Regions from separate parts of the Anas platyrhynchos genome. Here region 2 is linked to region 1. A link is a contact called in public Hi-C data. All regions are on one chromosome and are shown on one strand. The core of a region is the stretch at or near the end of the contact, and the rest is flanking DNA. Distances in the headings are between cores, read along the strand shown. Region 1 has its middle 88 kb from the start of MRPL23. Region 2 has its middle 99 kb from the start of IGF2.

What was found. Hi-C and Micro-C count contacts between places; a contact is called where the count stands out from the background.
Region 2: a Hi-C map of skeletal muscle shows a contact between it and region 1, with 2.1 times the contacts expected there. The contact joins two enhancer-like sites. A contact is called at or near these places in 2 of 8 Hi-C or Micro-C datasets (liver and skeletal muscle).

The regions. Positions count from the first base shown.
Region 1 is chr5:28,163,143-28,166,616 of IASCAAS_PekinDuck_T2T, reverse strand. No RefSeq gene overlaps it. Among named protein-coding and RNA genes, the nearest start is that of MRPL23, 88 kb to the right of the region's middle. Within about 2 kb of position 1,991, at least 1 of the 8 cell types and tissues checked has an H3K27ac peak or open chromatin away from gene starts, as enhancers often do.
Region 2 is chr5:28,222,144-28,225,730 of IASCAAS_PekinDuck_T2T, reverse strand. No RefSeq gene overlaps it. Among named protein-coding and RNA genes, the nearest start is that of IGF2, 99 kb to the left of the region's middle. Within about 2 kb of position 1,925, at least 4 of the 8 cell types and tissues checked have an H3K27ac peak or open chromatin away from gene starts, as enhancers often do.

The DNA of each region.
Region 1 (3,474 bases), core at 742-3,241:
GGGCAGCAAACTGGAGGATGCACGGTGTGAAGCCATGTGGACTGCAACAGAGATGGGTGTTAAACCTCAAGGTGCTGGGCTCCAGGGGCCCCACGCAGTGGCAGTATTGAGGGGACTGCAAGCTGCTAAAAAAAATAATATAAATAAAGACACTTGAAAAAGCTTCTGGCCATGCTGGAGCAGGTCCATTTTCTTTACATGGAATTAGCCCACTCACAGGAGTGCTCACCTTCTAATACGGACACAGCAGGAAAAGCTAAGAAATAATATTAAAGAAAACTCTTTAAAGGGAAAATCCTTACATTGCTGCAGTCCACAGAGAGAATTTTGCAAAGAAACGTTCATTGTTTTGCACTGCAGACATGCACACAGAGACAGGAGAGGTGAGTATGTTTTACTTAAGAGCACCCAGCCAAATCAGTGACGGAGCCAAGTACTGAAGAGCTTTGATATTTTGGTCATGCAGCAAGATGTGGCTATTCAGTCCTATTTCATGCTTTCCATCCTAGCCCACAAATTCTGGGTCACAGGAGGGTGAACCCTCAACACAGGCTCTTTAGAAACCCAGGAACACGCTCTGCTACTCAGCTGGACTTAAACCAAGTTAAAGGCAGGAGATGGAGCTGGCTTCATGATGGGCAGAACCACCTGGAAGCCAGCACTGACTGCCCTCCTCAAGGGGCCAGCAAGCAGGGAGGAATCTAAAGCACAATGGATGTTCTCCGAGGCACCAAGTCCAGTTACAAACCCAGGGCAGAGACCAGAGCAGCTTGGAGGTCGGGCTCCCAGCAGTGCTGCAGCGGGCAGGCACTCACAGGAACTACAGCAGTGACGTGCACACAGTAAATTGTCTTCAACACGCACAAGGACACCAAGCTTGAAGACAAGACAGAAAAGAGGTTTCCCTAAAAACCAAGGTCAGTCCTACCTTGGGTTGGACTGCCAGAACTGCAGTAAGCAGCAGCCATTCCTTGAGAAGCTCTCCTTGAAGAAGAGCCTGAGGACACTGGGAGCACAGTCTTACTCTAATGGATGTTCAAGCAAACGCTCGGGGGGGGGGGGAGGGGGGGCTCACACTATTTCACCATGTGGACCTCACTAAGATGTCCACATCAGAAACTGAGACTCCCTGCAAGCTCTAGAGACGGGCAGACATTTTTTGAACATGATTCAGAGCCCAGAGGGTAGGAACCTAGCTCCTGTTCTACTTATGTGGTCCAAACCACTGCCCTGAGGTGCCTTCCCCTCTTCTTAGTCCACCCAGTGCTTAGGCAGGCCGCTGTGCTAAATGGCAAATGTTACACAACGACAGAAATCCCTGACATCTCCTCTACGTAGCAAGCATGGTATGAGCCCAGGGAAGCCACCTGAGACGGGGAACCTGAGGCTGCCTCGCATGCTGGAATGGCAGAGCTGGGGCAAGCTCTACATTTTATTTATTAGGACGTTGGTGAAGTCTGGCATGTGAAAAATAGAAGAATGATAACCATCACTAGGCATGCACACAAAACAGTGCTGCTCTCAGTGGGAGAGACAGTAAGAGCCAACTAGGACAGAATAAAATCAGATCTTCTATAGAGGTGCTACAGAGAGCATCAGTAACTGGAAATGAGGAACAAAACAATTCACTGATCACTGAAAGACTAAAAGTTGACTAAAGCCATACAAACAGTTGAGGTAGTCCTGGTCAAAACTGAACTTACAAAAAAAAAAAAGCAGTTTGGATGCAATGAGCATCGCTTGCCACCACCATGCAGCTCATTAGTTATTTAGCCATAGTTAACTATTGTGCTCCTGACAGGTTATCAGCCAGGCAAGCCTCATTTTCTGCAAGCATAAAAAACCCACACAGGAACAGCAGAGGTAAAACTGCCGAGCGGGATTTTGTACGTGGGACATTGTAACATCTTATCAGGCCCCAGACACATGAGATCAGAAATGCCAGCTGGAACCCACAGGGCTTATCTGGGCACTCAGAAGTGTAGGAAGAACGAGAGCCAGAGGAGTTTTATTCTATATGAATCCATGAATGCTGCCATTGTAGATAAGGAGCGAAGTCCCAGGTTCCTCTAAGTCAATGACAAATCTCAGTTTGACTTCATTTGGGCTGGGATTTCCTGCTCAGCATCCAAGTGTAAAAACCGTGCTAAACACAGGAAACAGACAGCAGAAAGTCTCAACCCCCCCCCACGGCTCCCAACTGCGCTGCTTTCAAGGCCAGCACGAGCCTACCTGCTAGCTGAGAAGGATGGCTGCTTGTGCTCGGCACAGGCTGCTCTTCTGAGGTTTAGGGTCAGGCTTTTGGGGCGCTGAAGGCAAGTTTTGGTAAGCCAGGATGTTCCCCTGTGCATGAAGTGATGAAGCTAGACCCCAAGTCACAGCTCATCTGCTGTTGGAGGGGCTCTCCAACCCTGGGGGCAGGAATCCTCAGGGTGTAAATGAAAGCAGTGTCCAACCCCAGAGATACACCAAGAGGAAAGAGCTATTAAATCACGAACAAAAAGAAGAAAAGACAAAGCCTGCCATCTTCCACAAGGCACCAGCTTGCAGCGAACAGGATCAGACCATAGCCCTGCACCCTGCAGGTGGAGGCTCTGCCACCAGGGACGGGGACAGCCAGGGCCAACTTTCTGCCCCGCAGCAAAAGGAGTTCCCACAGGAATGAGGACAACCTCCTTGTCCTTTGAGGGTGCCCAAAACATCACAAGCTATGCTCGACAGTGGTAAGATGCCAACCCCAGAGACAGGAGGAGAAATTTTATAGGTATCATGCTGTCAGTACTGAAGTTAAAAATCCACCTCTTTTCAGTGCTAACATCCTACCCTGCTGGGGGGGGGGAGGGGGGGGTGGTGCTAGCCACTGCCAGATAAGACAATAAGTAAAATTTAACCTGCAGGAGGTTTCGGGGCTGCTTTTAAGAACAGCCCACACCTCAAGGGAAGGAGGCACAAGCACTTCTGATACTCCCATTGCAGCTGTGACGTTACAGGAGGGAGGGAAGGACCCCACAAGGGTGCTGCAGGTGTTGGCCCACAAGCTGCCAGCAGGAGCCACACTGGGGCCACCAGCAACTCAGAGAACCTCTGCCACCTCTTGCCAGCCACCCTGGTGACCTTCAGCCTGCTGCAGCCATCTCAACCCCATACTGGCCAGGAAGGGGGGTCACCGCCTTGGAGCCACCAGGAAGGCTGCTGGGCATCCCCTGTGGAGACCCAGTGCCACCTAAAGAGGGGGACAAGGGCTCATTTTTGCCCTTCCCTGGTGCCCCCCCAGCTCAGGCCGGGTGTGTGGGCTTTTCCCAGTGCCAATTAAGTGCAGGCCAGGGCAGAGGGGTGGTGCACCAAGCCCCCGTCTTGCTGCCTCCGTACTGTCACCTTCCATTAGGCAGCTGGCGGCAGGGACAAGGGGAGGGAAAAGCCAGCAGTGTGTTTGGTTTTGCTGTTTTTGTGGGCACTTTACAACTTCAAAGGCTT
Region 2 (3,587 bases), core at 676-3,175, 59 kb before region 1:
TACTACAAAGCACTTTGAGAATATTACATGACAGTAAAAGAGTTATGACACAAGACCTGTTTCTAAATAGAATTCATCACATTTTTCTACATGTCCTCAGTATTAATAAACAATGTATTTTCTTGCATGTTCTTACAGAGCAAACGTGGAGCCAACCTGATCAGTGAATCTTGTTTATCCTTTAATCGACCCACGTACAATTTACTATCCAAAAGTCTATCACAAAGCACTACAAACGTTACACGGGATCTGCCGTGCTTAAAAGCTTTGTGAAAGAAGTATATTTTGCAGGAAGTACTTGAAAGATGAGATAGAGATTGTTTAGTGTGCAAGGGATTTGCTCCAAAGCCCACTGAGGCTGATGGAATGACTTCAATTGATTCCAATGGTCTTTGGAGCAGAACCAAGGAGGGAAGAACTAGCGCCAAGCATAAAGGGCAACATAAAAGAAGGCGCAAAAAATAAAATTCAAATTCAAGATTAACTATGATGGAAGAAGTCCTGGCCATACTGAAGTCAAAGACCATTTTTTCCATTAACTTCAAAGAACAAGGACTTCTTCAAGCAATTTGTTAAAAGATACTGTTATGGATCTATTGTTCAAATGGTCTGCAGTGGTGAAAGGTCCTAGATCCAAACCTTCTCCGTCGCCATGATTCATACACTGATACTACAAGTCACTGCACATGTTCCTCTAGTGGGAGATAAGGAACCATGCCTAATAAGAAAAATCATCTCCTGTGCCTATGAGGTGGTGACTCTGGTGAGATAGCCTGTGTGTGCCAGCTGTTGTGTTTTTCATCTGTCCCATTACACTGACATACTTATTTAATGTAGACCACTGCCATCAGATGCCAACAGCTGCAGCTAATCGGTACACGGTTGTTTCTGATGAAATGCTTTTCAGATCAGAATATGCCAATCCATCAAACCCAAGACTTTTGATGGGGGACATATTTCAACCAACTCCCCCCAGTTTTAAATTCCACTTTTGTTTTTAAAATTAAACCACTGGCAGTAAAAGAGTAAAATACAAAGAAGAAGTCAATATCAAAATCAAATGTTTTAGCTGATGCTAGAGGAAAAAAAAAAAAAAATCAAAACCTGGGTTTTCATTTTGCAGAAATTTTTGAAATTTTGGCTGTTGGCCCAAGTTTAAAACCCAGGTTCGGTTAAAAAAAAAAAAATTGTCGAAAATGTTCACAGGATAGGAAAGCCGTTTCCTGCCAACTCTATATTGGCTTACAGTTCTGACGCATGCAAGCTGGGTTTGAATTAACAGATTAGGCCCAGATCCAAAAAGGGACCTAGGCACTTAAAGTGGGACTGAGGTATGCAAGTCCCAGACAAAGGTCCTCAGTCCCTGGAAACCACCAAGTTTTCAAAATTAATAATTCTGCTTTAGAGCACGCCCCAGAGCACCTCAGCCCTGACAGGCAGCTCCATGCCCACCTCTGTCTTCACCCCACGCTGGCCCTTCCCAGGCTCCCTTGGTGCATGCCCACCAAAACCAGGGCCCTTCAGATATGCAACATGTCCGTTTTCTTCCAAAAACACAAACAGAGGAAGAGGTGGTGCCACTTTATCGTACAATAGCTCAGCGCTTGGAGCACACACCCAGGCAGAGCTGGGCTGATTTCCCCTCTCCAAAGGGCCCAGCCGAAGCCCTCCCTCTCCTCCTCACCACACTGCACTGGCATGCAAGAGAGAACCGGGAGATGTCCTTCGGTGCCCCTTGCCAAGCTTTGTTTCAACACCTGATCTTGTTATTTTCAACATGGAAACACAAAGTATTCTCAGAAACCCTGGAGCCCTGTTTTCTCTTCAGGAGAGGTCTTTGGATTTAAGACATCCTTGTGCCCTCAGTGTCCCCTTTTGCCCATCTTGGGCAGCTCCACAACCAGCGTTGGCCGCTCTTTTTCCTATCTTTCCCTGTGTCCCTGTTTCAGTGGGTCAGGATGAGGCCCTGTGGGGCTCAGCCCTTGCACCCCACGGCACACACAGGGGCAGTTCAGCTCTCCATCGTGTTTGCTGGCTAGTAAGCCTTGGGAGAGGATGCAGGCTACTGCTAGGCCATGGAGGCACCCAGCCCCACTGTGCCACTATCCCTGCCTGTGAGTATATGGAGCTAGGAATTAGGCTTCCTTGTTTACATCTCCTCCTCTTTTTATCTTTTCCACCCCCCTGCTCTTTCCCCGCTCTTAGTAAAGAATGTTTTTCAAAACAAGTGCCTGCATTCGAGCTGCTACAAACTCCAGTTTCCTTGGAGAAATGTTTGTGCTCTTTAACTTAAAGAATTTCCGAAACATATAGCAAAGGAATTTCATAAACTGCTCATTGAAAAACATTCCATACATTCCCCTCTCATCCAGAGACACCCGTGTGTGGTCTCCGACAAGGTCAGGTTTGGGGCTACGTAACGGGGACAGAGATTCCAGCACTCGGAAAACAACAGATACCACAGACCGTGAGGCGGGGGGGAAAGACCTCGTGACTCCCCTCGCTGGAGGCTGGGAGACCACCGGAAAAGCTACAGACAGTAAACACTATGCATTTATCCCGGGGAGGAAAATCCCAGCGAGAACCTCCTGCATATCTGTGAGAGAGTGACATCAGGCTCTGCGCTGCTAAGGAGTGGAAAAAAAGGAGAGGAAGCCAGGGGCGCCTGGCTATTACTTCATCTAAGGAAGGTGAAGGCACACAAGGAGGTCCTTTAGAGGTGGGCTGGAGGCCTAGTGCAAACAGTGGGCAGCCAGAGAGGGAGAAAGTTACGGATGGATGCTGGGGCAGCAGTGGGATGAGCACCTTTGTTGCAGATGGCCTCCTCCCTGTGTTGAAATCTGGGAGACACGTCTGCTGGCCCTTCCATCCCTTGAGGCGCTCTGAAGCTCTAGGAACGAGCGCTCTGCACATCTTCAGTTTACACTGTTTGCAGAAACCATAACGTTGTTATTTCCAAACCAAGTACTCTGAAACACGCCAAAGGCACCATTCCTAATCCACTACGATGGACATGACTCACGGCAGGTCTTAAAACAAAATTACCCAAAGTGAAGTAAGGAAAAAAAAATCAGGAAAATAGTCTCTTGGAGAAAGTCCTTCTCTAGTACCTGATGAAATGTTGCAAGAGGTGTTTTATTACACATTTTTCCACTGAAGTTCTCATGCTAGAATTGGTTTCTGAGTTTAGATCAGCTGGAGACCTGTCAACTCACAGGGCATGTTCTAGCAAAGTCTGATATACAAGTAACTCTGAGCTGAAAGCTGAGGTTTTGTGGAAATTGATAACAAGTCCAACAATATGCACATCAGCACGGATTATATATGACTGGTGGTTAGTAAGATCGTTTCAATTTGGTAAGGTATTGCTACTTTCTTAGGGCTCATTAATGACCACAAGGCATACTCAATGCAATCATGATCCAAACCTTTTCATTTGCTCCCCATGTCACTCATGTAGTTAACCAAATCCTTCGTCCTCAGCCATGAGTCTCCCTTAAGGGAGACTGGAGCCTAGACTACGCATTCTTAGACTTAGCTCCATTTGTAAGCACGTGAGGAAAAAAAGGAAGCTTAGGCTGGAGATG